7 separate regions of the Mus musculus genome follow, and all the other regions are linked to region 1. Evidence: chromatin contacts called from public Hi-C and HiChIP or PLAC-seq data. All regions are on one chromosome and are shown on one strand. The core of a region is the stretch at or near the end of the contact, and the rest is flanking DNA. Distances in the headings are between cores, read along the strand shown.

Region 1 (4,009 bases), core at 928-3,427:
AAACACAGCATCTATTAGCAATGACTTCAAGATTTCATTTTGAGCGATACTTAATCACTCTAAAAGCAAATAGCCCCTTTCCACACTGTCAACGTCCATTTCATACAGAAGAAATCCCTGAAGATTAGTTAGTCCATGTGAGCTAGCCCTTCATTTTTTTGAATTTAAAATATTCCTATTAAGTTTGTCTACCAGCAAACAAGCAAGAAAGCAAACAAACACACAAACAAAACTGTTTAGAAATTTCCTGAGCACTTTAAAATGTGATTTTAATACTTTAGTTTCCATTTAAAGTCAAAGTATTAGCTATCTTTATTTAGTAAAAAGTTATTATAGCTCTTTTACTATTAGAGGGAGATGTCAAAGTTTACCCAGATCCTGAATGTGACATTTGCCAGGTTGGTATCTCTTCTGATCTACCCCCCCCCCCAACACACACACACACACACACACAGAGAGAGAGAGAGAGAGAGAGAGAGAGAGAGAGAGAGAGAAACAAAACAAAAAAACCCCAAACAAAGAAAAAAACAAAACCAAAAGCCAAAACAAAACAAAACTGAAAACTGGCTTTAAAATCTTTGACAAACTAACTATCCATTTTTATGTGCTATAATCTTCAAAAATCATATTTCTCAATTGTATACATGAGATTATTCCTGGAAATTATGCCACAGCCATAACCTAAAAGATAATGTTAATATACATTACTTAAAGATATTTTGATTAACACAAACCATTTTCATTTTCACTCATTTTCTGTTACCTCTTAAAATTTAATAAAATAAATATTTTCTAGAATCTGGGCATAAAGAAACTTCTCATGCCCTAATGCTTAGACTTCATTAAGAGAGAACTGATTACAAACTTGTGTGTTTTAGAGAAAGAGAAAAACACTGTCTCTAAAATTCTTTAATGAGAATAGAACTTATATTAAATAGGATCCATTTGGTCAATGTTCTGTTAAGTTACATTGCTAGTATCAGCTGCATAAATCATACCTTATATCTCAGATAGCATGACTTGTACATTCCAGGCAATGGGCAAGAAGGGACAGAAAGACACAGAAAATGATAAAAATCGATTAAATATCGTGTTTGAGATTACCCAAGCTCTTCTTCTCTCATCACAGTTGATTTTTCCTCAACTGTGTTGACATGTAAAGGCATCTCCCAGAATACTATTAGAATCTACAAGACATAATCAGGTAGGATGATTGAGTCTTACAAAGATGTGGTCCTGTTCAATTTCATAGAGAAGAGTTTGTCCATTTTCCATTTTAAAAGAGGGAAATAGTCTCACGGTGGTTTTTAGGGGCATTTGGGGTCTTTCACCTCCTGCCTCTCTTGGAAAAGCCCGCAGGCCTAACCTAGGGTCATCCTGTTGACACACTAAGTCTCCCTGGGACTTAGAGTACTTTGAGACAGAGAAAAGATGCTGGAGGAGGTGGGGCTGGAGGGGTTTCGTTTCCATGTGAATAAAAGCCCAGCAAAGGCTGTGTTGGCTGTTCCTTCCTAGTGACTCACGCCTCTGCTTTTATAAGCTCACTTTTATTTTCTCTTGGTAAGTATTAGTCTGGGCTGTTATACAGTGAGGCGTTTTTTAGCATGTTCAGTCACAAGGCAGGCCGGGAAAGAAGTCATTTCAAGATCCAAGCTGAGTTCTTGTTGCACAATGAGAGTGGCAGCCCTTGGCCAGAGGGTAGAGCCAAAGTGCAGTAAGCTTCCTTGGTTGGGGGCGGGGGGTGAGGGGGGAGAGAAGAAACGAAATCTCTAAATCGCTGTCCTTCCTTGTGAAGATCCTTTCAGTGTGGGCTGAAATGTCTCCACAGATGGATTGCACACAGACCCAGAAAACTGAGAATAACGTGAGTTATTCTGTTAGCCAAGAAACAAGGCTAGTTCTTTAAGGGACATTACTCCTGAATGTATGGAAGGGAAAACTCCCATCCCATGAGTTTACAAGGCTGTTAAGACATTTTCAATGTTTTGTTTGTTTGTTTTCTATGTTTCAGTTCAAATTCTTTGGAGAAATGTATGAAAGACCAGGCAGCCAAGATCTCCAACTCATTTCCTCTAATTCTTTCAGCTAGCCTCTAGTAAATTTGTTTGATCACAGTACAGAACTGGGCATGCCCTGAAGTGTCTCTTTCCTCTGTTAAAAAAAAAAGATGATACTACAGAAAACCAGCTGCAGTTGGTCTGTAAAGAGGAGCTGAAACCACAAGTGGGCCTTGGGGCTGGAACAGAAACAATACACTGCACAAGATGGAGCCTTAAATGAGAGTAGAGGCTTCTCTTCAAAGCCTGGAGAGGAGTTGGGGAAGGTCAAGGAGGAAGAGACCAGGGCCTCTTCAGAGAGCAGCCTTATCTCTAGACCAAATCCCTGAGCTGAGCAATCTCTCTGGGTAGTCTCAAATCAACCCCTAGAACAAAGGGTCAACTTTGAATAACCTTTATGCAGCCAAACGTTTTGCAGCACATGATTCAGTTCAGCATAGTGTGTGGTTTTGTTTGTTTGTTTTTTTGTTTTTTGTTTTGTGTGTGTGTGTGTGTGTGTGAGAGAGAGAGAGAGAGAGAGAGAGAGAGAGAGAGAGAGAGAGAGAGAGAGAGAGCATACCAGGGAACTAAGTGCTATAGACTGAGAGATATCAAGTCACATTACTGACTGCTTCTCAAACTGCTATCCCAGGCAGAGTTCCAGGAAGGTGTGGCCTGCTTCGGGCTCTAGAATTGGGCTTGAAAGTCCAGGCCATGTTCTAATACCTTCTGTCTTTCCATTTTGAATATGTACATATTACCTTGAGCTTGAACTGGCTTTGATGTGGTTTCAAGAATGGCTATCTACAGGGTTCCCAAATAAAACACCTTTGCTTCTCTCCTTTGGAAGGTAGTGTTGTTTTGAAAAACTATCCTGGTGCTTTCATTTCTGGCCTTGGGCACTAAGTCTCACTGCTCTTCCATTTTCTGGTTGTGGTTTTGAAGTTTTTACTCACTAAAAAGTGAATTTGGTAAGTCACAGGAAATTAGCAGAGCAAGACATGGAGGATCAGAAGAGGAGCCAGCGCAAAGCCCTCCTCTCTCCAGTGGCTTCAAGATCTGTTATCCAAACCCCAAATTCTCCTTTCAGTGACATTTCTAGCCTTGACAGTTCTGTAGCTACACTGTCCTCTATAGCTATGCTTGCTTGCCCTCAGGAGTGAGGGCAACTAAGATGTGACTGACTTAAAACCAACATTAAAAATTGTCCTATTCACATAATCTTTTGGACCTATGCCTCTAACCCTATGGTATCTCCATAGTTTGAGTAATCTGAATTTGAGGAGTCAGACAGATCTACCAGATCTGTTCGTTTACAAAAACTAACCCTAACCAATCCTTCAAAGTCCTAGGTTTTTGGATTTGTCTTGCTTTGTTTTGTCTGTTTTTTCCCCTGTGGTGGAACATCTTGTGGGATTATTACTTTGTAACCTCAGTAAAAATACATGGATCAGAATTTTTAGTGGTGCGGGGGAGGGCAGGGTGCCTTTGTATTTCTTCACAGGGAACAGTCAAAACTCGCAGGAGGCCACAACTGCAGAGGACAAGGAGAACAGCTGCTGCTCCTGAATAACATGGGGTTTTGATAACAGGAAGTTGGGCAAGTCAGCAAAAGGAGAGTGGGAGAGAAAGCTGAATTGGGAGTGTGAAGTTAGGGACCCTCCAGAGACCCCTTTAAGTCCATAGGTAGGCAGGCAACAGCAAATAATCCAGAAAATTGCTGTAAGACCTAATTACACTTCACAGGAGGCTGGAGTCTTGGTTAACTTAGGCTGTCCTGACAAAACACCACACACTGAGATGACAGAACCCTCTTTTCTCACAGCTCTGGAAGCCCAAAGTCAAGACCAAGACTTTGGCATCTCTGAAGGCTTCCCGAGTTCTGAAGGAGCTCTAGTCTAATTCAGTGCCTGCTTAATGTGAGACAACCTTCTCCCTCTCATCTTCTTGCCAATTCCTAGCAACCCTTTATT
Region 2 (4,009 bases), core at 1,101-3,600, 960 kb after region 1:
CTTAACTACACAATGAATACATGAATCATGTCTAGAAGGTTGAGACCCTTAGTCCTTAGGAAAAGGAGTTCTGTGACAGCCACACACTGGTTGGCAGGTTGACCTGTAAGATTCACCAAGGTATACAACCACTCTGGAAATCAGTTTGGCAGGTCCTCAGAAAATTGAACATAGTACTACCAGAAGATCCAGCAATACCACTCCTGGGCATATACCTAGAAGATGCTCCAACATGTAATAAGAATACATGCTCGACTATGTTTATAGCAGCCTTATTTATAATAGCCAGAAGCTGGACAAAAACCAGATGTCCCTGAACAGAGGAATGGATACAGAAAATGTGATACATTTACACAATGGAATACTATGCAGCTATTAAAAACAATGAATTTATGAAATTTGGAGGCAAATGGGATCTGGGGGATATCATCCTGAGTGAGGTAACCCAATCGCAAAAGAACACACTTGATATGCACTCACTGATAAGTGGATATTAGCACAGAAGCTTGGAATACCGAAGATACAATTCACAAAAACAAACAAACAACAACAACAACAACAACAAAAAAAACCCCACACACACACAAAACTCAAGAGGAAGGAAGACCAAAGTGTGGATACTTTGGTCCTTCTTAGAAGAGGGAACAAAATACCTATGGAAGGATTTACAGAGACAAGTGTGAAGTAGAGACTGAAAAAATGGCCATCAAGAAACTGCCTCACCTGAGGATCCATCCCATAAACAACCACCCAAACCAGACACTACTGTGGATGCCAACAGGAGCTTGCTGACAGAAGCCTGATGTAGCTGTCTCCTGAGAGGCTCTGCTAGTGCCTCATAAATACAGAAGTGGTTGCTCACAGCCATCCATTGGACTGAGCACAGGGTCCCCAATGAAGGAGCTAGAGAAAGTACCCAAGGAACTGAAGGGGTTTGCAGCCCCATAGGAGGAACAACAATATGAACCAGTATCTCCAGAGCTCCCTGGGTATAAATCACCAATCAAAGAAAACACATGGTGGGACTCATGGCCCTAGCTGCATATGTAGCAGAGGATGGCCTAGTCGGTCATCAATGGGAGGAGAGGCCCTTGGTCTTGTGAAGGTTCTATGCCCCAGTGTAGGGGACTGCCAAGGCCAGGAAGAGGGAGTGGGTGGGTTGGTGAGCAGGGGTGGGAGGAGGGATAGGGGGTTTTCAGAGGGGAAACTAGGAAAGGGAATAACATTTGAAATGTAAATAAAGAAAATAGCTAATTAAAAAAAAAAAAACAAGACTCACCAAGAGAACATCATCTAAAATACTTACTAATTAACTGAACTTCTTATCACAATAAACCATAAAGCCTTCATTGACAGCTTGATGACTTGAAACATATAATCTCCTAAGGCTCTAAAGTACAATTCCTGTGTGTTTTTATTTCTTAGTTAGGGTCATTCTCTGTAGCCCAGGCTGGCCTGAAGTTCAAGGCTAGCTCCTTGACTCAGCCTTCCAAGTAATGGGATTATAGGCGTGAACCACGAGGGATGTCTCAGCTGTTGTGGATTTCACAGGGCCGGAGGACCTCAGGATAAATACTTGCTTGTGGCTAAAGGACAACTGTCAGGGCTTTGTAAAGTGACTTTATTTCTTCTCTTAATGCCAAACCATGTGGCTGTTTCCCTTAGTCCTTTATACTAAGTAGAGGTGCTAGAACATTCCATGTGAGCAGACTACTACTTGGGTACACGAAGAGCTTCACTGTAGAGGCATCTGAGTTTAGTGTCCCTTTGTGTTTATCTGGCTATCATTTCTGGAGGCTTAGATGTGTGAAAGAGATGGAACTTCCCATGTCCTTTGTGCCACCTCTGTTATCTTTGGGTCAGCCTAAAGACTCCTGAACCGGCTTGAGGCCTGCAGGTTTTTTCTGCTGCTCTCTCTGTGTTCTTGGGAGGGCTGTTGACCTGTTGGTAGAAGGAAGAGACAATTTAACAGTCCCGGATCAGTTCCGTGTTTCAGTGAGGCCAAGTTGGGTATTTCCCTTCCCAGATCAGTTAAGCCCCTGGTAAAACCCCATGAGTCAGGCTCTGCTGCACCAGTGTCCTGAAGGTTAAGTCTTAGCAAGGAGAACCCAGAACTTCAGGTATATTTTAAAATGACGATGTCCCTACCCCGTGGGGAAGCAATACAGTATTTTACTTTTGTTTTTTCACAGTAGGAGTCTAATATCAGTAAAACTCAGGAAAGTTCCTTTGTTTAGACCCTCTAAGATATCCAATTCTCAGGCTTGAGCAGACGGGAACAATAGCAATTTGTTGGTGGGTGGTAGTGGTTTCTGTTTCCACACTTCTGCTTTTGGTGAACTGACGTTCTCCACACTCATGGGCCTGCCGCTCTTGCTTGTCGGCAGCAGTCTGTGACCTCAATTCTCTGAAGGCTCTAAGAAGAGCTGTCAGTTCAGTTTGTTCAATTTGTTGTTGTTGTTGTCGTCGTCTTTCTTGCTTTATTGTGTTGTGTTATGTGATTGGGAGTCACAAGTTCAAAACATGTGTCATGACTGAAGCCAGAGCACATTTCGGAGTTGGTGCACAATGTTTCCTATATGTGTGGAGAACAGGAGCTCAAACTGGAGTCTGTGGTGGCCTCAAACTCACTGTCATCTTACCTCAGCATCCCACATGTTGGAATTACAGAAGAATGACGCCACACCCAGCCACAGGGTCTCTTTCCCTGAATTCTACTGAACCTGGAATCTTCTTGGATGGTGGCTGTGAATCAGAAGTCTGAACCAAATAGCCAGATGAGCCAGCAGGCCCCACTCCAGGTTTGGGGATACTTCTCTAAGCCTGGGGTGTTCCTATTCCAAGGTGAGGGCTGTGCTGCCCTTTCACAGGCCCTGTGGAGCACAAGCAATGCTGATGTACAGTATTCTTTCAGGCTCACCACGACATACACAGGCCAGTTGCTTGAGACTAGCTCCTGTCAGAGGTCACCCTGTTTTGTAGTTATCTGAGTGCCCAATAGCTTTGCTTCGCATTCTCAAAGGCAGACATTCACAGATCAGTGGCCCTGAGGGAGGCCAAGAAGAGCATGGCATTCAAGCGACAGGAAGAGGATGCTGGGTTTTAGGTAGAGCAGTTAAGAGGAAGCGTCTCTCAGGCCCTGATAGACAAGGAGGCTTCTGCAGAAGGGGTAGGGGTGGGGCAAAGGGCAGAGAAAAGGGCCTGTGGATTCTGCTCAGTCTTTGTGATGCATCGAAAAGAAGGACTCTGGAAAGACTGAGCCTAGCGATTCTCAAATGTTCACGGAGATCTTGCAGATTCTGTTTGAGTGCTTCTGATGCCAGGCACCGAATTCTGCATTTCTAACAGTCTCTGGGGGAGGAGTGGTTACGGATATCAGAGCTTAGGCCATACTGTGAGGCACAAGGGTGTCAGAGGACTCCCCCTGTGCTAACATAGACAACACAGTGGTAGCTGCTCACTGCGCTCTCTGACCTCCTCGTAGGCATTCTCAGTTTGACACAGTCCCTTCTGGAAGAGTAAATGGACCCTCTGTGTTTCTAAAGCCTGAGCTTTCTTCCAAGCCTCTCTCTAGCCTATCCTCCTCTAGGATTCCTCTACCCCTGGAGGCCTCTGTGATTCATGGCTTTTGTGGGCTTCTGTACCCTTTCTTGTGCCTACCAAGGCATTCTCTTGATCTGTCTCCTGACTAGAACTGTAGGTGTTGAGTACGGACCATACATCTTATTCCTCTTCACTTCACAGGGCTCAGAGGGAGCTCGGGTCATTAGGAATACGCTGAGACTGCCCAGCGTACTCTAAACAACTTAGACAAGAGTGTAAGCCTCGGCTCTCTCACTCAGCAGCTGTTAAAGCCGAGACAAAGAGCTGCTCTTTGAGTTTTAGCGGTGGTGATAGGTGCGAGGAATGTTGATACCCCCACTGGATTGTTGGGAGAAACTGAGAAAATAAAGTTAGCCAAGTGTTACATCAAGTGTCTACCATAAAGTCAACACTCCATAAATTTAAA
Region 3 (4,009 bases), core at 706-3,205, 930 kb after region 1:
AAATCAAAGTAGCTTTTCCAGAAAAAAAAAAGGTACTAATGGGCTCATGTGACTAAAAACATCCAGTGCCTTAGGTGTGACTGGATCCAGGGGCTCAGAGGATGAAGTTACATGGAGGTTCCGGTTTCTAGTTGAGCTGCAATCTTACCTTTCCCAAAAGGAGACACTGAGACTTCACTCAGCAACAAAGCAAGCGGTCAAGAGCTTACACTGAGCAAGCAAGAGAGTCAGAGCATCCTTCTTACCGAGAAAGCATCCTGATGCAGCCATGGCACCACTGCAGCAGCCTGAGGCTTGCGTCTCTCCTCTCATGGTTGGTTACTCTCCACCCCTTGCATCCTGTCCAAGTTAGGCACTTTTAGAAACACAGAGTGCTTTTCTTCAAAACCTGGTGCACTCAGAGTTCTGTGTGTTTCAAGTACATACATAAGATGCAAGAACATGTATGGGGACTTAGATACCACAAAGTGGCAGGTTTGTTGGGGGCTGGGGGCAATGAGTAGCAGCATTCCACATGCTCCACTGGCTCCATTGAAGCAGTCTGAGCTCACCTACGTAGAGTAGGTTACTACATGCTGTTTGTTTGTTTGTTTGTTTGTTTGTTGTTGTTGCTATTGTTGTTATTGTTTAGTTGGTTGGTTTTGATTCCTTTTACCACATTTCAGGCCTTAAGCTGTCCCAATGGAGGAGACCATCAGTAACTATCTTTATGCCATATTTTGGAGATGGTCTTGGTCAGTCCCTCCTAACGATAGACCAGCAATCTTTACAGGCAAGCCATTGAACCGTCGTTGTGGGAAGGTCACCTATAGTTAAAGACTCAAGATCTCTTTGCAACTTCAGACTCCAGAGGGAGGTCATGTGAAGTCGCCCTTTTCAAGACTCTTTTGGCCTGGAGGACCGTTGTGACAATTAAGAAATGGGGTGTTCAGAGCAAGGTCGTGAAGAAAGGAGAGTTAGGTGGTATGGCCATTTCTTCTGCCTTCCGTGTCCGCGGCCCTCACAGAACTTCCAGCAGTGACATGTTGGGCCAGAGTATCCGGAGGTTCACCACCACCATGGTCTGTCGCAGCCACTATGAGGAGGATCCAGGGAAGAATTTGCCATTTTCAGTGGAAAACAAGTGGCGGTTGCTGGCTATGATGATCCTGTACTTTGGATCTGGGCTTGCCGCTCCTTTCTTTATAGTAAGACACCAGCTACTTAAAAAATAAGGATATTTAATTCATCCCTTTAACAGAATGAAGAAAGTTTAAGAGATGATCTGAAAGTTGGATTAAACTCTTGAACTATATACTAGAAAAAATTGTAAATAAACTAATGACGTAAAAAAAAAAAAGAAAAGAAATGGAGTGTTCAGACAAGCAGAGTGAAGGGCAGGCTGAAGGAGCTCACAGACCCTCTTCGCTGTATGGATGATGATGGATTGCTGTGGGATGGAGGTGTCATATTTCTCCTCAGTATTAGTATTGGTGTGCTGAGCTGTCCAGAGTGGAGGCAGCCATTGTATTCCATTAGACCATGCCTGCTGGAACTGGCCACAGGGTCTCTCTTCTCCTATCCTCTCTTGTCTTCCTGTCTCCTTCTTTCCCCTACTTCCCCTACCTTATCTTCTCCTCCCCTCTCCTCTGATTTCCTCTGTGTCGTTTCCCCTCTCTGGGTTACATCAGTGGTTAAATAGTGCAGTCTACATAAAATAACCAACAGCTAGTAGGAAAACGCTTCTTTAAAAGACCACCATGTCTTCTGATTTTTAATCATTTAATGGACTAAAGTACATTTTATTCAGTAGTGACAAAGATCTACTCTAAGCATGCCTTTTGGGACAAGAGAGATGAAAAGTCTAGTTTTGTCTACGGTCTCTTTCCTCAAACAACCCTCTGTGCAGAGGACTGTGACTCTGACTTCCTTGGGGGGGGGGTCCATTGTTTATTAATAGATGTAGGAAGGTGACAGTAACCCACTGCTTCTCAGTAAGTAAACCAAACGCTGTGGTAGGAAAGACACTGGTCTGTGTTCACTTCTATTTCTATTCGAGAAGTTTCCTGTTTGTTAGTTTCACATTCTGCAGATTAACAGTCATCAGTTTAACACTAAGAACTGCTCTTTTTTACACAAATGTAGAAATCTTCAAACCAACACAAAGGAAATTAAGATTGACAGATTTATTTATTTATTGCTTCATGTTACCAACTTAAGAAGCAGACTGGTTCAAACTGGTATCATGATACACTACTAGTTTCATAACCTGATTAGATACCTGATTTATTAGATACCTGTTTTACCTCTGCCTTTCTGTTTCCACAATATCAGAGTCTAATCCCATCTTGTTTTCTCAAGAAAGCTGCCAGAGTTCTATCTCCTCCACAATTCAGGCCGACGGGAAGGAAAAACAAAAAGCAAAATTACTAATTTGATTTAGTCTTCTTAGAAGTAAGCGTTTGTTTCCGATGAGCCACGCTGCTCCACGCTGTAGGAGGCAAAAAGGCATTCAGTGGGCAATGAGCAGGCTCTGTCACATCTACTCTAGCAACATTTCTAAGAACTTCATCCGATGGAAGTTTCCAGTCTTTAAAGAAAAGAAAAATCTGAAAAGCCATTGTGAGACCAGAACTGTCATGTGTGTTTGGCTTCACGGTAGAATGCACAAAGAAATCAAAGCTTCGGTGGCATTCACACCGTAGTTCCAAAGCCTGAATCCTACAGTGTCATTGTGGACACTGTGACTGGGATGGAAACCCTTCCAACACTCAGCTAGGTGCCCATGCTTGTGTCGTTGCTCAGCATCCTTCTCACGGCTTCTCTATCTCCCTCTGTACCTACCTGGTTATCGATTACAACACCATTGACAACCGCTTGCACACGTGTCTGGGAAGCAGATTGAACATTAAGTAGGCACTCATTTTAATGGGCTCGAATATACCTTCTGATCTAGATGCCATCAAACCTGCCTATAACATCGGCTTGCTTAAGACAGGAGGGCGGCTCACTTTTACCACTACTTGCTCGAGTTGAGGAACGGCCGCTATGATTTTGGCAATCTTCAGCAAGTCCCTTTCCTTGCTGCCTGTTTCAAGTCTCCGTGCTCTTTTATGTTTTTAGGGCCACCTTAAGGCCATTCTTCAAGCAACTCACACATGGCCACAGACCTCAGCATTCTGTCCATCCCCTGAGAGCCCAGATGCACTCGGCATTTACCATGAATTGTTCCATGTGGTTATTGTCTTCCTCTGTTTGTGTGTCTTGTCTCCATAACTGAATTTAGGGACACCGGAGAGCAAGGAAGTGTTATCGGTAACTGCATCGGAACACCTGGCATACACTGGCTTCAGTGAATTGCCTATCAATACAGCCAACCAATGAAGCTCAAATGCCAGTCCAAGGCCAGGGTTCCCTAATTCTCATCCATCTCACCCAAAGGGTCAAGTGTAGTTCACAAGCAAGCAGCAACCGCTGAGCCTACAGGTAATCAGTTCAGCAAGGAAACAAAGTTTCTCCTGCAACAGCTGAGAAACAGGCAGAAGACCGCACGAGGTCTCCATGGGAGGGAGGTTTAATAGCTTGACATAGGAAGTAACTCTGAGCACAAAGCTCAAAGTAATCAGATAAAGACTAGAGACAGAACCTGCCTGGAATTTATATGCTTGCTAACAAAAGCCCCGGGACCCAACCAGGCAGCCTTTGTTATTGATTTAACAGTGTCTCCTATAGTCCAGTCTCGCCTCAAATTCAATATGTAGCCTAAGATGACCTTAAACTCCTGATCCTCCTGCCTCTCCTTCCCTGGAGTTCTGGGATTATAGGTGTGTGCTACTGTACCTGGCTCTGAGTCAGTATTCTACCAGGAGAGGTGGGAGAAGTGTCCTTAACAGAAAAGTTAGCAGCATGTTCTTTTGCTATCATCATCATCATTAATCTTAATTAAAAATTTTAATTGAAAACATTTTTCCATATAGTATACCAATATATTCTGATCACAGTTTCCCCTCCTTCATCTCCCCCAGACCCA
Region 4 (4,009 bases), core at 699-3,198, 870 kb after region 1:
TTACTCTATACTAAAGTAGATTGGGTATCGACTTATGTAGCATTGAGGGGATGTTAGAGATTGTCAAGTTCAGCAGTCAGTTTTCAAGCATGTCTTTTAGTCAGTTTATAAGCATTTCCCCACTGCCCATGTCCTCTACATGGCTGGGAAGTGTTCTCATTCCTTTCACTTCCTGGCTCTTTGGTTTCCTCTTCCCTCTTTTCTCAACAGTCTTCAAACTGGCGGTGGACTAAAGCACTGAAAGGTGCTTTAGGTAAGTGACTGATATGAAGTTTTGCCAATCGGGACCCCTGGGTTTTGTTCTCAGGCCTAACAGTAACTGTGCCTTTTAGGCGAATTATGAGAACACCACACTTAAGATGTTGCATCTATGAAATAGAGACTCCAGTGACTACTTTCCCATTACCTGCCATACTGATTTGGATAATAGAAGCGAAATATTGAACAGAGGACAGACTGAACTGTAGATGTTATTATTTAAAGAAACCTAATTTACCCAGATATAGCTCTCTCTTGTGAGACTATGCTGGGGCCTAGCAAACACAGAAGTGGATGATCACAGTCAGCTATTGGATGGGTCACAAGGCCCCTAATGGAGGAGCTAGAGAAATTACCCAAGGAGCTAAAGGGAACTGCAACCCTATAGGTGGAACAACAATATGAACTAACCAGTACCCCGGAGCTCTTGTCTTTAGCTGCATATGTATCAAAAGATGGCCTAGTCGGCCATCACTGCAAAGAGAGGCCCATTGAACTTGCAAACTTTATATGCCCCAGTACAGGGGAACGCCAGGGCCAAAAAGGGGGAGTGGGTGGGTAGGGGGTTGGGGGGGTGGGTATGGGGGACCTTTGGGATAGCATTGAAAATGTAAATGAGGAAAATACCTAAAAAAAAAAGAAACCTAATTTGTAAAGGGAAACACAAGAAACATGACAGATTCTTTCATAGAAATGGTATTTCTAAGAGCCTAAAACACACAGTAATACACACATGGCAAAATTAGGTCAAGATGATATTAACAGGTAGAATGGGGAGGGATGCCATAAATAGTAAAATGCTTGGCATGCAAGAGGGATAACCTGAATCTAGACCCCCAACATGCACGTAGACAACATGTGACTAGAATCTTGTCAAGAGTGTATGGAGACAGGCTGACCTCTGGAGTTCACTGGCTAATCTAGCCAAATTAGTGAGCTCTGGATTCAGAAACAGATCTCGTCTCAAAAAAAAAAAGTGGTAGACATCACTTGAATAAGATATTGCATGCCAGCCCCCAGCCTCTGCATTTATATGTACACACATTTACATATATATCCAGAAAAGACCAACCTAGAAACATAACGTGTCATTAACGTAACATTTGAAAGTTGTGGATTCCCATTCTACATTTATTCTCAGAGAGTAGAGCTGAGTGTGTCTAGTCTCATAAGCTGAGGCTGTGTGGTATGAGTCAATTAAGCCTACAAAGTAGAGCAAAGAATAGCCCTCATCAGGGTTTGGAGCTTTGCAGGAGATGAAAAGGCAGGGACATTTAATCATCTTACATGGGCCTGCCTTTCTCTTCCCTGCTCTTAGAAGGGGGACTTGCTTTATTCTGGCTATTTCCTGAGGGGAGCCCTTCTCCCTCCCTCCAGTATTCAGGCTAATTACAAATGGTGAGGTGGTTTCCAGGCTGAATAAGAAATCAAAAGAGAGGAGGTGGAGGGAGTGGTGTAGATTTCATAGAAAAAAAATAATTTAAGAAAAAAGTATGTTCTCTGAGGGGGGAAATTAGAGAATTAGGTCACCAAGTTGGAGCCAGGAAAAAAACCGCGCGCGAGTGGAAACTGGAGCGGGGAAACTATTTCATGTTAACACATCCAAAGGCTGAACAGCCCAGCCTCAGGGCATTCCCCTCCCAGAGAGCACAGGGGCCTGGAAGACCTCTAGACAGTTCTGTGTCATAGTCATGCACTAATCAGCGCTATTCAGCCTGTTCCACGCGTGGTCACATACGAGGTGCCCTGAAAACCACGAGGGCCACATAGCAACAATTATAATCAAAACCACCACAGCACTGACTGTGGCTTTTGAAATCTGAAGCTTCAAAAAGCAGACAGCCTTCCAGGGCAAGCCAGTGCTTTTTTTTTTTTTCCTCCTTCTTTCGCTCCCTTCCTCCTTCTCTCCCTCCCTCCCTCCCTCCCTCCCTCCCTCCCTCCCTCTCTCCTTCCTTCCTTTTCCTCCAACCCTGGCGTTTTAGATTCACCCCCGTGACAGTTATATATCAATAGATACAGAGTGCACGCTGCCTAAAGCAAATATATAAATGGCTTAAAGGGCAGGCAAAAGTGTCATGCGTCAGTAGACATTAGCTGAGGTGCGACTCTGCCGGTGTGACCAGAATAAAGACATCTCAGTTAGAGTCAATGTCTCGGAATTGGTGGCGTGGCTTGGCATACACAGCCCCTTAACGAATTCCCAGCATATGTGAAAGGACCCAGTAGCCATCTCTGCAATGTAGAATCTTAAAACCCTTTCTTCAGGCTTTAAGTGAGAATTGTCTAGCTGTTTCCTCACCTAAATTTCAGCTTACAACCGAATACAAGGCACTGAATTCAATTCTGAAAATGTAGCTTAAAAAAAAAAAAAGGATCCGTTCTCTTCCTTTCTGTGTAAGGCAGATGTGCTGTCCTGGAGAAGGCACTTGGCAGAAATGGAGCTTAGGTGTTCGTGTATCATTTAGGGAGAAGGCACTGCTGTCTTCCTGGAACCTCTGGCTGCAGAGTTCTTTACCTCTCTGCTGCACGCCTTGTGCAAAGTAGTGTGCTACAGAGAACTGTTAGGAAGAAAGTTTTGTTTCATTGTGTTCCTCTGGTGAATCCCAGATGTTAACGACTTGCTAAATTGTGACTGTTCAGACTCAGTGTGGTTTCCCAGCTCAGTCTCCAACACTCACAGTTTTAGATAGTTCATGGCCACAAACTCTAATTCTATGTGACAATCTTATAAAGGCTTTCAGGACCATGCCCATTCCCAGACTTAATTTGTGACCAGTTATATAAAGTTAAATAAATGTGGGTCCACCTCGATGGTGCCAAAAATCTGTCCAATTTCCTCAGTTTGATGGTCTGTTTTTATGTTACAAACCGTTTCAGTTAATGGCTTAAAAATAAGAGCAGATTTTTAAGATTTTGAATGTCAGGAGTTTAGGCAGACTTTCAGCCCTATGTCTTGTCAGCTCATGTCTTTTGGTTGCATTCATTTGGGGTGAAGGTTCAGTAGAGCCTTGCTCACAGGACAGTCACCCGGTGACCCTGAATATGACCCTCTGGCATCTGCTCATAGCCAATGTGAGCTTCCTTGTGGTGTTGTGGAGTTACTCAGACTTCTTAGAGAGCAGCAGGCTTCTGAAGGAGAGGAAGCTAATCTGTGAGTCATAGAATGGAACTTGGAAAAACCCTTTTCTTTAAGATGCTAGCGTAAGGAAAAACATAGCATTTCATGCTTCCATACACGTCCACTGCAAAACTCATATAAAAATATTAAAGCCCTTGGCCTGGAGAGACAGCTCAGTAGATAAAGGTGCTTACCACACAAGCCTGAGGACCCGAGACTGATCCTAGGAACCCTTAGTTGAAGAGGAGAACCAACTCAGGAAAGCCGTACTCTGACTCCCACATATGTGTTATGGTACACATGAGTCCATGGCATGCATGTGTCTGCAAGTGTGTACACATGCACTCTCGCGTGCACACACACACACACACACACACACACACACACAATGCACACACTAATAATAATAAATAAAAATACATAAATAAATACAACCCATCTGCTTTGAGCGCTAACTGTAGAAGATACACATAGCAAATGATATGGAGAACAATGTAACATCTTCTTATTTTGGTGTATGGGTGGTTTTCTTGCATGTATGCCCATGTGTCACTCACATGCCTAATGCCTGGCCTGGTGCCCACTGAGGCCTGAAGACAGCTTCTAATCCCCTGGAGCTAGAGTTACAGACAG
Region 5 (4,009 bases), core at 923-3,422, 780 kb after region 1:
TATGGTCCATCATGGTCAGGAAAGTGTGGAGGTAAGAACGTGGGGATCTTGTCACATGCATCTGCTGTCAGGAAGAGACAGCAGACAGGCTTTCCAGGCAGGGAGGGAAGGACCCAGGTAGGAAGGAGGTGACCTTTCCTTCTCCATACCTGTTGTCCTGTCATGAAAGAAACCAACCCTACCTTTTAAAAACATTGTTATTTCATATATTCTGACTATATATTTGCACAGCAGCCAAGAATGTTTTCAACAGATAGATTGAAAAATAGAGATAAGAGAGAAAAAATCTCACATTATTCTTTTTTTAATTTTACATATTAAAAAATAAAGTAAAACCCACTTCTCATATAACTATACATTTAAAACCAGGATTTAAGTGACTGTGGCCATTAGGAATGTCCCAGAAGGCAATAAGATTTATGCATCTGTATTTTAGTTTTGTGTTCATAATCTTCGGCCGCCCTAAATGCTTTTTGTTTTTAATTTTCTTGAAGGTGACCTCATCTTATTATAATGGTACTTAAAAAAAACAAAACAAAAAAACCCTCAAGTCATTTCCGTAATGTGGAGCTCACTCCCATGTCTTCAGCCAGAAAAACATAGTGTTCAATTTCTTGGAAATTTAGACTTTTTCACACTTGCGTGTTATTGCTTTAATCATGAAATAAATGAAATTCCTTTTACACTTAAAGAGATGGGATTCAGCTTTTCAAATCATGGCTTTGTTAATCACTATAGTGAGGCACTCTACTGAACCCTACTGTACTTACAGGTCCTGGGTTATGACTGGAGAAAGATGCACAGTACAGGAAAAAAGTAGGGGACATCTATTTGGACAGTTGATTGACTATTTCAGCAATCTTTGGCCATGAATTTATAAGGACGTGCTAGAGTGTTGTTCAAGCCCAATTGTGTCTGTCTGTCTCCACTCTGTCTGGAACTATGGTTTTTCCAAGACATCTTTTATAGGTTTCTTTGGGATCCTTTCCTTATTTTTAATTTATTCCTCTATTTCAAATCCTAGATGTCTTATGTGTGTGCTGCATCTGCTGTTGTTGTATGTGGATAGGGGTGCTGTGTGTGGTGTATGAGCACATGTGTGTGCTTGTGTGTGGAGGTCAGAGGAAGACGTTCGATGTCTATCTCTATTGGCCTCCACCTTTGTTTTGAGATGAGGTCTCTTACTGAACCTTAAAGCTGTTTTGGCTGAGCTAGCTATCCAGAGAGCTTGTGAGATCTGCTAGTCTTAGTTCCCCACTACTAGAATTAAAGGCATGCAAGGCCAGGCCTAGTTTTTTCTTTTTCTTTTTAATAATTTTTTTTTTGTCTTATGTGCATTGGTGTTTTGCTTACACACATGTCTGTGCGAGTGAGCTTGTCAGAGCCCCTCGAACTGGAGTTACAGATAGTTTTGAGCTACTGTGTGGGTGCTGGGAATTAAGCCTAGGTCCTCTGGAAGAGCAGCCGGTGCTCCTAACCACTGAGCCATCTCTCCAGACATTCCCCACCCCCATCCCCCTTTTCAAACTTTGACCCTAGGAATTTGAACTCAGTTTCTCTTTCTTTCATGCCATGCACACTAGCCCACTGTGGCCCTATTTCCAGATTCCTGGATGGCTTTTCATGAAAGAAAAAACTTTGATCTGTGTTAGAAATTCATTTCAAGTGAGAACATCTCAATTTTAAAGTTCTAAGCAAGCCACTGGATCCTTAGGTTAGAAGTGCTTAAACAACCCCGTGAGGACTCCCAAAACAACCCAGCAGGTGCAGGTCCTTACCACCAAGCCTACGCGTTGCACTGGATCCCCAGAGTCCATAGAAATATGGAATGAGTGAATGAACTCTGACCTCTGCAATGGCTGTGTGTTTATCTACTTATACACATACTCTCTGGTTACCCTAAAAGCTCCAGGGTCCCCCAGGTTCCTTGGTTGATTAGTGTCTCCCTTCTTCCTGGCCCGTCTGATGCGATGGCCGACTTAAGGGAAGAATGGTGAACTGCTCTCAACCAACTGCAAGGACAAGGAACTGGCATGTCTTTCTCCCCTTGGAAGTGGCTCAGCCTTCATCATTGTGCTCCCCCTCAGTGCCTCTCCTCCCATGCCTGTGAGCATTGTTCCCTTCCTGCTGCTGGGGCTTCCTGGAGACTTGCTGTGTGAGGTTTAATGAGGGTCTGAGTCATTTCCCAGTCACGAGATTCAGCAGTACTAGGGAAGAGCCCAGGCTCACTAACTGATGAGAGTGTCTGCGAGCCTTTATAGATATCATCCAGAAGGTCTACACTGAACAGTTGTGTGGAAGCCAGAAGGCCCCAGACTTCTTGGTTTTGTGTATTGTGGGGACATTTATCACCCCACAGAACATGGTTGCAGCCTACAGTGGGCATCTTGGATAGCCAGGTAGCAGGAGAGACAACCTGAGTGTCAATGGCAAGAAGTCCAGAGCATCCGTTCTGCTTAAAAGGGAAATTGAAAACTTTTAGCAGAAATCTGATGGTCCAGTTGGCTATCATATGCCAAAGTGGGGTGCACTTCAGTGGTGAAGTAAAGAAACTTCAAAGAGATTTTGCACTGGAGGCAGACCCTTAGTCTGTCTGTCTCTGTCTCTGTCTCTGTCTCTGTCTCTGTCTCTGTCTCTCTCTGTCTCTCTCTCTAGTCTTCCTTTACTCTCCCCAGTTTCCCTCTCCCCTGCTGCTTGGGGTATTTCAGTGGGAACATTGAGAAAGACCATCCCAGGACAATGTTTTCCATGCACAAGGAGGTCATGACCCATGAGAGGCTTGTGAAAACAGATGTAGTAGGTCACAGACAACATTTAAAAAAAGACATTAGAACATCTGGGTTGCAGCAAAATTCATTATTTATTAGGGTTGGTGCTAAAAACGTGTTTCAAAGTTGACGCCCTATGGAGGAAACTGTGGTAACCTCTTTCCATACACAGAACAAGAGTAAAAAAAAAAATACTAAAATCAACTAACAGAAATAGTGTCTGTCAACTGATATTAGTCAACCTGATGACAAACAGAAGCCATGAGTAGCATCCTTAACAATTGGAGTATGTTATGTATACATATATGAAATTATCAAATAGGTAAAATTTTATTTTTTTAAAAAGAAAGACATAACTACCATTCCTCATTTTGTAATGTTATAATTTTTTTTTCTTATTGAAGTAGCTTCCAGGTTCTCCAGGTGAAGAATACAGTTTAGAATACGATTAATTCAGCATAGGGTAGCGTATATGTAAGTGTGTATGTGTGCATATGCATGTGTGTGTGCATACATGTGTGCATATGTATTCATGTGAGTACGTATGAAAGTGATTAAACTTGTTACGTATGGGAAGGAAAACATCTTGTTAGGAAATGCAATCTTTGGCCACAATTCTTTATTTCCATTCCTGCTGGTTATATGGTTACATTTGGTTACATTACAGTTTTCAAAGTCTAAAGTATGAAATTGCTTGGCTGGCGGATCTAGCTGCATGTTCCCCCTTGCAGATGTCCAGTGTATCTGACTGGTTTTCAGCCTGTGTATATAGCACCCCCCACCCAGAAGTCTGGCTTATGTTGGAATCATCTGTTTCTCTGACCTTTGCCTTTATTGATTTGTTTTCTTTCCTCCTATTTTTAATGTCGCTTTTGAGATTAAAGTCATTTTTCTTCTGCAACAGTGAACAGTGACTTTGTGCTGAGGAAATAGAAATTTTGATAAGGAAAAAAGGGATCCTGGCTCTGTTATGTGTTTTATGGTTTTGTTTTGCTTTGAATAAATCTTTTCAGAGATCAGTGATATATACAAGCCCTAGCTCTGTTACAAACAAAAGTTACTTAACTAGAACTAAAAGAGATTTAAATAGAAGCTAATATCTATGGAACAGTACATAGCTACAACTATTCAAAGAACTTTTTTTATCTAAAATTGTTTTTTTTTTATTAATGGAGGCTATAAGGCCTCAAACCTTTATTCCCTACACTCAAGAGGCAGAGGCAGGCAGAGCTCTGTGGATT
Region 6 (4,009 bases), core at 1,129-3,628, 700 kb after region 1:
AGTAGGAGTAGGGACTGGCCAGCTGGTGCAGTCAAGTGCCCAATGTGTAAGTCTGAGGACCTGAATTCAGACCTCTCAGAATGCTCAGCTTTGGCACTGAGAGGCAGAAACAAAGAGGACCCTGGGACCTGCTGGCCATGAAATAAAGGCAGGTCCTGAAAGGGATTCAGTGTGAGAAGCTGCCTCAAAAAGTATCCTGAGGAGCAGACAACCCCAGGGCTCTACACAGACACACAGACACACACACAAGCAAGAAGGAAGGGTGCGGTGGTATGACATACATCCTAATCCCAGGATACCAGAGATCACCCGGAGGCCAGCCTGTTCTACACTGTAAGTTCCAGCCCAGCCAAACGAGTCCAGCAAAACCTTGTTTTACGTGGGAGAAGGGGAGGGAAGTAGGGTAGAGATTCAAACTGGAAACCAAACCAAACCAAACCAAACCAAACCAAAATTTTAAATCAAAAACAAGAAAGCAAAGACTAAAAATGAAGAGACATTGAGGTGTGTAAACAGAAAATCATTACTTCAGCACCACAGATAGGATAGGAGAACAGTTAGTAGCTGTGGAGGCTTCGTGGTATTGTGTACTGCAAAACACACATCCTTGCTCTCACCTCTCATCACACTGCAGGAAGATGTGGAGCACACTTGGAACCCCAGCACATGGGCCACAGAGCCAGGAAGATCAGGAATTCTGGGCCATCCTGGCCTATACATGGGGATTCTGCCTTAAAAATAAGTAGAGCTAGTGAGATGGTTTGGTGGGTCAAGGTGTTTGCCTCCTGACCCAATAACCTGATTCCGATCTCTAGATTCCACATCATCAAAGAAGAGAGAACCAACTGTCAGAAGTTGTCCTCTGATCTCCTCATGTGCTCTGTGGCACCCACCACATGTCGTTGCACACTGTGTGTGTGTGTGTGTGTGTGTGTGTGTGTGTGTGTGTGTGTGTTGAGCCACAGTGCACATGTTGAGGTCAGATGCACACTTTTGAGTGGGTTCTCTTTTGCCACTGTGGGCCCCTGGAATTGAACTCAGGTCATTAGGCTTGGCAGCAGGCACCTCAACCTTCCAAACCATCTCCCTGCCCTTACATAGTCTTTCCAATGCTAACTGTACTCACCCTACCCTCCAGCAAACACCTATAGCCACCCCCACCCCCGAACCCTCGAAATAAATTTCTAGTGAAATAAAATCGTCATTGAAAATTATAAACATAAATGTAGGCAAAGGCCTACACACTCCACACACTTAGATAATATTTTCACCCAAACACTCCGAAATCTTGAACTGTGAAATAGCCAACTAAGTAGTTCCATTTCAATTAGCTTTACCAGGAGTTTACTGTATAACAGTGTTATGCTAGATTTAAATTTAAAAATAACTCTGCCCAACCACACATTTAGGCGTGTTTCTCTTTCATTCTACAGCAGAGTATTCTCCTAACTAGAGAAGTTCAGCTTGAGTGGGCGGGAAGAAGGGGAAAACAGTGAAATGGAGGCAGGACATTTCCCAGGAAAACCAAGGGCAAAAACACTTCTCATAGCCTGAGGATCCTGGCCAGCATTTTGATCAAGAGAATCAACTTTTGAGACACAGTGAAGCATCTGGGAAACCTTCTGGGAGACATAACACAGACTGTGGAAGCAAATATTAGCAGGTTCACCAGGCCGTAATCACCGCCGGTATCCATGGTGCTAAGGTTCAAATTAACATGGTTATTTTTCTTGTGTTGCCAAATTTAACATTGGGGAATTTTGGTTGTGGGCCTGTTATCATTAGGCAAACACACATACTGGTGTTGAAGCAAATTTTTAGATAATTGCACAGTGTTTATGAGAACAGATTTGGGGATTTAAGCATATACTCAAATACCCATGCCCCCAGATAAATACAGGTCTCCTGTCACCTTTGGTAAATGTTCATGTGGGTAAAATTTCTGATTCTGCATGTAATCTAAATACCATGACTACCAATATTTAGTGTTATCTCCCTCCCATTCTTTCTTCCTTTCTCTCTTTCTCTACAACCTTATCTCATTCTTAGTCAAGTGGTCGCAATTATCTGTCAATATCTACGACTTTAAGAAGCATCCTTTTGGTGTGGATCCAGGGGAGAGGAGAGGTTGGGAGGAACTGGGAGGAGTGGGGGGAGGGGAAACCACAATCAGAAACCAGAAAATGAAACCATAGAATGAATACATTAAAAAAAAAAAAACTATTTTCAAAACTGGAAAATGTTAAAAGGGGATCCTTTTGTAAGATCCAGAAAATCTTTCTGCCTCCATTTCAGACTTTCACAGAGGTGGCGAGAGTCACGACAGTGGTTTAATCTCTATGTCAACACACCAAGTGCTCAGGCCATCCCTCTGGAGTCAAAGGAAGGCCACCTAGAGAGAACTAATCCAGCCAGTGTGGGTAGGAACGATGAATCTCACTTCTTGGGCTAAGGAGTGAAACCAGGACAGAAGTCATGGTGAAATCTATTTTAGAAAGTACCAAGTGAATGAATCACGGAAATACTTTAAAATCTTCAGACCAAAGCTGGTTATTCATGCCTGAAGTTCCAGCTCTTGGGAAACTGAAGCAAGCGGGGTATGAGCCCGGGGCTATGTAACAAGACCTCAGAGACAAAAACAAGAGCCAGAGGTGGATGTGCAAGCCTTTAATCCCAGCAGTCGAGAGGCAGAGGCAGGGTGAGCTCTGTGAGGTGGAGGCCAGGTAATGAGTTTTTCCGGGACTGCTAGGGATATGCAGAAAGATCCCCATCTCAAACAAACAACTACTAGGCTGGGAGCAAGCATAGGTCAGACGCTAGACTGCCTGCCTAGCATTATCCCCTACGCTTATCCCCAATCCCTCATAAACTAGCAGTGTTGCAGGTGACTGTAATCCCAGCCCGTGGTGGGGTAGAGACAGGATCGTCAGAAGTTCAAGCATGTCCTTGGCTACTCAGTTAATTCAAGGCCAGCCTGGGATACATGACACCCTGTTTTAAAAGCAAAACACACTGGTGGCTGGAGAGACAGGTGGCTGAGGGTAAGAAGGATGCCTGCCTGCCTGCCTGCCTGCCCGATGCTCTCCTAGAGGACCCAAATTCAGATGACACACCCACCTGGCAACTCACAACTCACTTCCTATAATTCCAGCTCCAGGGGAGCAAACTGCTTCTTCCGGCCTATTCAAGGTAAGGTGTACATGTGGCATAGATACACTTGCATACACATAAATAGAAATACATCTTTTTTTTTAAATCAAAACAAAAAATTCTAACCGTGAAAAAAATAGAACCAAGAATAAAACAATATGCACATAGACAAATCTTAACATTGAAACTCTGTAACTCAATAGGCCATGTGACCCTGCCAGTAACTTAAGAAGGCGCTTTATGGTGAGATAGCTCTGAGGGTAAAGATTCCTGACAACCTGAGTTTGATCTTTGGAACCTATAGAAGGTGGAAGAAAAGGTCACAAAATTTGTCTTTTGACCTGCATACTTGCAGTGGCATGTGCACTCACACACACACACACACACACACACATAGCCACTAATAAACGAAAGAGAAGCTAAGTGTTCCAAGATTATTTATTGTATGACGAAGGCGATGTACCCTTACTCTTATCGCATACACACGAATGCCAAGGTCTTGAGATGACAACAAGAGCCTTTACTGTAATCCTGGATGCTCTAGAACAGATTTCTTGGGATAACTGAATTTTCCAGTTACCGAGACACGGTTTTTGTTTTCTTCCCTTGCTTGTATCATTATCCCGAGCAGTAAATCTCATTTCATATTTATTGCAGATGTCGAACTTTAAAGGAATCAGAATTACTTTTTAAAGTTTACCTCATCTTATCAGGCTGTCTGGTTTGATTTGCAATTTTCTGCAAAGTGGAAAGGAAGGCTTAGGGGGGAAAATTACTGCTAAGGCTTTCCAGTAATCAGAGATGTGCTGACTCCTGCAGAAACCAACGATCAGGAGGGAAGGCTGGCAGAAAGCAGGTT
Region 7 (4,009 bases), core at 512-3,011, 650 kb after region 1:
CCCACCCCCATTCCGCCCAAGTACCAGGCTAAGCAATCCCAATCTGACCCTCTGTATTTACACCAAACATTTCCTTATGACGTGGCATGTGATGCATAGATAGATGTCCTACATAAACCATATTATCCAACCAGTCAACATGGGTGCGAGTCATCTAAGTCAAGGGTAATTGTCTTCAAAGCAGCCTATCACCCATTTGCTCAATAAGAAATCACTGAACCCCTCCTGTTCTGTGCTAGGAGCTGGGGATTTGTGGGTAGCCATGGCAACGTCTTAATAGGTGATAGATTGGAGTGAGCTGATCATTCACATTGTAGCAGTGTATTTTTGATTTTATATTCTAAAATTTAGATGGGGCTGACCTATTTTAACAAGACCATAGGGGGAGATTCTGAGCCTGCCAAAAACCAGGGGTACTTTCCAGGGTCCCAGCAAGTCTCTCTGATCCAACAGAGGAAGGGAGTAATAAATGAAAGGACCCGAAAGCATCCTTCCCACAACCAGCACATGGCAAAGCAAATTTTTTCTCATTAGTGTTTGAGGTAGATGTTATGGGTAACTTGCTTCTCTTCTGTCTTCATACTTAACTGGAACATTCTTTGATTGCCAACATCTATAAAGAAATACCATGCACAGAGTGTTTTATGTTCCAACACCATGAACCACCACTGCCCCTGGCCACCCATCCCCGCCCCAAAGATTTCTCTTCATCCTCTTCCAAAACCCCACTATATGGCTCTCCCTTAGAAGGTCAAGATGGTTGAAATAGAGGCAGTGATTGAGGTGAGGTTGTAGCCAGTCACTGACAGGCTTATTAAGTAAACATCATTGAGAAAACGCAGAGCATCGTCCACTGCTGTGAGTTTGGATTCGGAATCTGTAAATATACAAAGGGAAAAAGAGCTTTGGTGTCTCACAGCGCTTTCTGTCCAGGAGCCAAGAAGTTCAGTTGCACATGTGTGTTTTTGCAGACTCCTGGCTTGCACTCCTCTTCCTTATTCTGGCTGCCCCCTGCACCACTCTTGGCAAGCCTCACTCTGGAGAGGTCTGAAAAAGTTTCCATCCAAGCGATTCCTTTAGTTAATCATTAGCAGCTCTGGTAAAAAACTGTTGGTGAGCCAGTTGGAAAAAACTAACTGGGGGGGGGGGGAAATCTCAGAGTTCATTCATTTGAGACACTTCAGGAATCTTATCCTGGTATACTGAGCTATGGGTGGGCACCAGTGAGACACTACACTAAGAAATGATATCTAATCATGTCTCTGTATCTAATATAGGCTGCATGACATTGGTCAAGGGAGAGAAAGGTCATTGGTAAATAAATACACAGGTTAGAAACACTTCATCTTAACAGACAATTTAGGTGTTTTTATCTCCCATTCTACAATGTTAGATTTGAAACCAAAAGCTGTTCAACTTTGCCCGTATTAGAGCATCTTTACTTAAGTAAACAAGGAGTGTCAACTTGTTGCTCTCTGCAAAGCTTTTCTCAATCTGTTAGCTTGTGAATCATGTAACCCAGCAAGAAGCAAACAACCTCTCTTGCAGTTTCCACACAACTTTTCCCTTCTTGGCCGGGATTTCACAGCAAACTTTGGGTACACATAAACAAAGCTGTCTTCTGCACATAAAGATGACAGAGCTGTTGTTCACTCATTAGCTGTCAATATAACATGGCTTTCACTCCCCCGTGGCCGTGGCCGTGGCCTCACCCTTGTTTAGATTGCTCAGTTCCTTCAGTTTAGAGGACATTAAAAAGCAGAACTGGCCTGGCTGTTTTACGTTGATGGTGAACTTTATGCCTTGGTTGTGTTGCAACCCCAGAGTTTACTCAATTCCACCTGGCAATTCAGTTCTTTGAGATAAAGGAGGTTTCTCTGGGGGAAGCCAATAACAGTTTCTCTTTTGGGTCTCTTGTTGGCAGACAGCTGGTGGCACATTTAATACAGTCATATGACTAAGTGTGTGTGTGTGTGTGTGTGTGTGTGTGTGTGTGTGTGAAACTTTTTAACAGTTAAAAACAAAACTAGTGGAACCCAAAGGAAGCTATTGCCATGTCAGAGAACCTAGAGCATCATCTTGTTCGAAACTTTGTAAGGATGTCTTTTAGAAAAATCATCTCTTGGGGTGTAGGGGAGGCGGGGCAGGGCAGGGAATGTACGTGTGCGTGCGCGCGCGCGTGTGTGTGTGTGTGTGTGTGTGTGTGTGTGTACGTGCACTCACCTGCAGGTTTTGGAACTGTCATAAAGAATCCTGAAATACCCAATGAAAACTCCAAGCACCTCCTATGTTCTCACTCTCCCAAGCACTGTTGGATTTGAATCAATTTCTCATGACTGAAGTGAGAGTTGCATTTGTAGATCTTTTTTGCAAGTCCCGCATGTAGCTGTACACTTTTAGAAAACTACACTGAAAATGACAAACTTAGTAATAACTACACATGGAAACAGTGAGTGCAAGGTACGTAAAGAAAATTGGCAAAGGACCCATCAATAGGAATTCCAAGAAAGGAAAACTTCACGCTGTGACCTAACCAAACAGAAACTGTCTTCATATACACATCTGAGTACAGGAAAGAAAGAAAGAAAGAAAGAAAGAAAGAAAGAAAGAAAGAAAGAAAGAAAGAAAGAAAGAAAACTAATGACCTTTTCTAGCTCCAACCTAAAATATGTTGATAACCTTAACTTTACAAGTTGTGGAATTAGTTTTGCTTAGATAAACCACCCATGCAAGTGATTAGCTGATGATGAGGTCACTACAGCAAATCCCAGCCCTCTTACATGGAGCTTGGGAAGTCGGTGATGAGGATCATTCACATACGCAGAAAGGATCCCAAGTAAATATGAAGGTAGACATCGGAAGGACAGGTCTGAGAAACAAAGAAACCCAAAAATTGACATCAAACCACTAGAAGCCAGAAGGGACTCTCTGATTCTCATAGGGTTTAGGAAGAATCACTCTGCAGCCTTGACGGTTGAGCTAACCTTGGATAGATGCTCTCCAGCCCATGATGGACTTCTGTTGTTTCAGTTGACAAGTTTATGGTATTTTGCTAGAGCAGCCCCAGGAGACTTGGTATAGTTTGTAGATCCTCAGCCCAGGGAGTGGTACTTTTAGAAGGTAAGGCCCTATTGGAATAGTTGTAGCCTAGGAGTAGATATGTCACTGTGGGTCTGGGCTTCATGACCCTCATCCTAGCTGCCTAGAAGCCAGTATTTTGCTAGCAGCCTTCAGATGAAGATGTAGAACTCTCAGCTCCTCCTGTACCATGCCTGCCTGGATACTATGTTCCCACCTTGATCATAACAGATTGAACCTCTGACCCTGTAAGCCACCCCCAATTAAATGTTGTCCTTATAAGAGTTGTCTTGGTCATGGTGTCTGTTCATAGCAGTAAAACCCTAAGACAAGACTGATACACATAGTTCTCCTCAAGGTCATCTCCTGGGCACACCTTTTGTTTCTCTCGCTCCTTACTCATATAGCACCTGTAAAGCAAGGAAGAGAAACATTCGAGTAGGGCCCGAGGTTCCCTCAGATTTCTGTGTCTATAATCCTGACTTTTCTAATTTTAGAGAAACAGCCTTAAGAACTTTCCAACATTTAAAAAAAAAAGTGGCTGATTCTTCCTGTTGGCCTAAGAGAAAATAAAAAATAAAAAAAAAACTTTTAATTTAATTTAAAAAACAAGCAAACAAAAACTGTTAACTTGATCTGGGAACTGAGTTCAAGGGCTTGAGTTGAAACTCCACCTAGACAGCCCATAGCATCTGGAGAAGCAGATTTTACCTCCAATGGATCCTTCAGTTCAAAGCCAACATCAAATATCCTAATTATATCCTGATCCTCTGCTGGCAGTAGATACTTTCAGAACGCAGCACTGACCTTTGTGTGTTTGGTTTTTTGGTCTTGTTTTTTATTCACTCCTTTATTCTTTGACACTTTCAAATGTGTATATAATGTGTTTTTGTCCATTGCTCCCATCATTCTCTCATCCATCTCCCACTGA

The links. Hi-C and Micro-C count contacts between places; a contact is called where the count stands out from the background. HiChIP or PLAC-seq counts read pairs in DNA pulled down with a chosen protein or histone mark.
Region 2: an H3K27ac HiChIP or PLAC-seq map of bone marrow-derived dendritic cells shows a contact between it and region 1, with 17 times the contacts expected there. The contact joins two enhancer-like sites. A contact is called at or near these places in 1 of 484 Hi-C or Micro-C datasets (bone marrow-derived macrophages) and 10 of 115 datasets of contacts at active chromatin or transcription factors (CD8 T cells, T-cell acute lymphoblastic leukemia, bone marrow-derived dendritic cells and 7 more).
Region 3: an H3K27ac HiChIP or PLAC-seq map of large pre-B cells shows a contact between it and region 1, with 7 times the contacts expected there. The contact joins two enhancer-like sites. A contact is called at or near these places in 1 of 484 Hi-C or Micro-C datasets (bone marrow-derived macrophages) and 2 of 115 datasets of contacts at active chromatin or transcription factors (astrocytes and large pre-B cells).
Region 4: an H3K27ac HiChIP or PLAC-seq map of regulatory T cells shows a contact between it and region 1, with 7 times the contacts expected there. The contact joins two enhancer-like sites. A contact is called at or near these places in 1 of 15 datasets of contacts at CTCF or cohesin (large pre-B cells), 1 of 484 Hi-C or Micro-C datasets (bone marrow-derived macrophages) and 1 of 115 datasets of contacts at active chromatin or transcription factors (regulatory T cells).
Region 5: a Hi-C map of uterus shows a contact between it and region 1, with 6 times the contacts expected there. The contact joins two enhancer-like sites. A contact is called at or near these places in 2 of 484 Hi-C or Micro-C datasets (both in uterus) and 1 of 115 datasets of contacts at active chromatin or transcription factors (T-cell acute lymphoblastic leukemia).
Region 6: a contact with region 1 is called in an H3K27ac HiChIP or PLAC-seq map of bone marrow-derived dendritic cells, with 8 times the contacts expected there. The contact joins two enhancer-like sites. A contact is called at or near these places in 6 of 39 promoter capture datasets (the 3T3-L1 cell line, 3T3-L1-derived adipocytes, liver and 2 more), 2 of 15 datasets of contacts at CTCF or cohesin (the NIH/3T3 cell line and large pre-B cells), 13 of 484 Hi-C or Micro-C datasets (B cells, the C2C12 cell line, the NIH/3T3 cell line and 10 more) and 17 of 115 datasets of contacts at active chromatin or transcription factors (the SCID.adh cell line, T-cell acute lymphoblastic leukemia, astrocytes and 14 more).
Region 7: a contact with region 1 is called in an H3K27ac HiChIP or PLAC-seq map of bone marrow-derived dendritic cells, with 5 times the contacts expected there. The contact joins two enhancer-like sites. A contact is called at or near these places in 1 of 15 datasets of contacts at CTCF or cohesin (the NIH/3T3 cell line), 4 of 484 Hi-C or Micro-C datasets (nephron progenitors and uterus) and 5 of 115 datasets of contacts at active chromatin or transcription factors (T-cell acute lymphoblastic leukemia, bone marrow-derived dendritic cells, double positive thymocytes and 2 more).

The regions. Positions count from the first base shown.
Region 1 is chr10:97,332,434-97,336,442 of GRCm38.p6, reverse strand. No RefSeq gene overlaps it. Among named protein-coding and RNA genes, the nearest start is that of Mir3966, 89 kb to the left of the region's middle. Within about 2 kb of position 2,177, at least 51 of the 459 cell types and tissues checked have an H3K27ac peak or open chromatin away from gene starts, as enhancers often do. A contact at or near this core is called in the SCID.adh cell line, T-cell acute lymphoblastic leukemia, beige adipocytes and 5 more, where this site is marked.
Region 2 is chr10:96,372,767-96,376,775 of GRCm38.p6, reverse strand. No RefSeq gene overlaps it. Among named protein-coding and RNA genes, the nearest start is that of Gm33782, 66 kb to the right of the region's middle. Within about 2 kb of position 2,350, at least 141 of the 459 cell types and tissues checked have an H3K27ac peak or open chromatin away from gene starts, as enhancers often do. A contact at or near this core is called in bone marrow-derived dendritic cells, double positive thymocytes and regulatory T cells, where this site is marked.
Region 3 is chr10:96,406,052-96,410,060 of GRCm38.p6, reverse strand. It overlaps the pseudogene Gm20091. Among named protein-coding and RNA genes, the nearest start is that of Gm33782, 99 kb to the right of the region's middle. Within about 2 kb of position 1,955, at least 60 of the 459 cell types and tissues checked have an H3K27ac peak or open chromatin away from gene starts, as enhancers often do.
Region 4 is chr10:96,458,715-96,462,723 of GRCm38.p6, reverse strand. No RefSeq gene overlaps it. Among named protein-coding and RNA genes, the nearest start is that of Gm33843, 140 kb to the left of the region's middle. Within about 2 kb of position 1,948, at least 65 of the 459 cell types and tissues checked have an H3K27ac peak or open chromatin away from gene starts, as enhancers often do. A contact at or near this core is called in regulatory T cells, where this site is marked.
Region 5 is chr10:96,548,619-96,552,627 of GRCm38.p6, reverse strand. All of the region lies in intron 3 of Gm33843 (a long non-coding RNA gene), which reads left to right. Among named protein-coding and RNA genes, the nearest start is that of Gm33843, 48 kb to the left of the region's middle. Within about 2 kb of position 2,172, at least 30 of the 459 cell types and tissues checked have an H3K27ac peak or open chromatin away from gene starts, as enhancers often do. A contact at or near this core is called in uterus, where this site is marked.
Region 6 is chr10:96,631,485-96,635,493 of GRCm38.p6, reverse strand. No RefSeq gene overlaps it. Among named protein-coding and RNA genes, the nearest start is that of Btg1, 16 kb to the right of the region's middle. Within about 2 kb of position 2,378, at least 84 of the 459 cell types and tissues checked have an H3K27ac peak or open chromatin away from gene starts, as enhancers often do. A contact at or near this core is called in the SCID.adh cell line, T-cell acute lymphoblastic leukemia, beige adipocytes and 3 more, where this site is marked.
Region 7 is chr10:96,684,058-96,688,066 of GRCm38.p6, reverse strand. No RefSeq gene overlaps it. Among named protein-coding and RNA genes, the nearest start is that of Gm33897, 30 kb to the left of the region's middle. Within about 2 kb of position 1,761, at least 109 of the 459 cell types and tissues checked have an H3K27ac peak or open chromatin away from gene starts, as enhancers often do. A contact at or near this core is called in bone marrow-derived dendritic cells, double positive thymocytes and uterus, where this site is marked.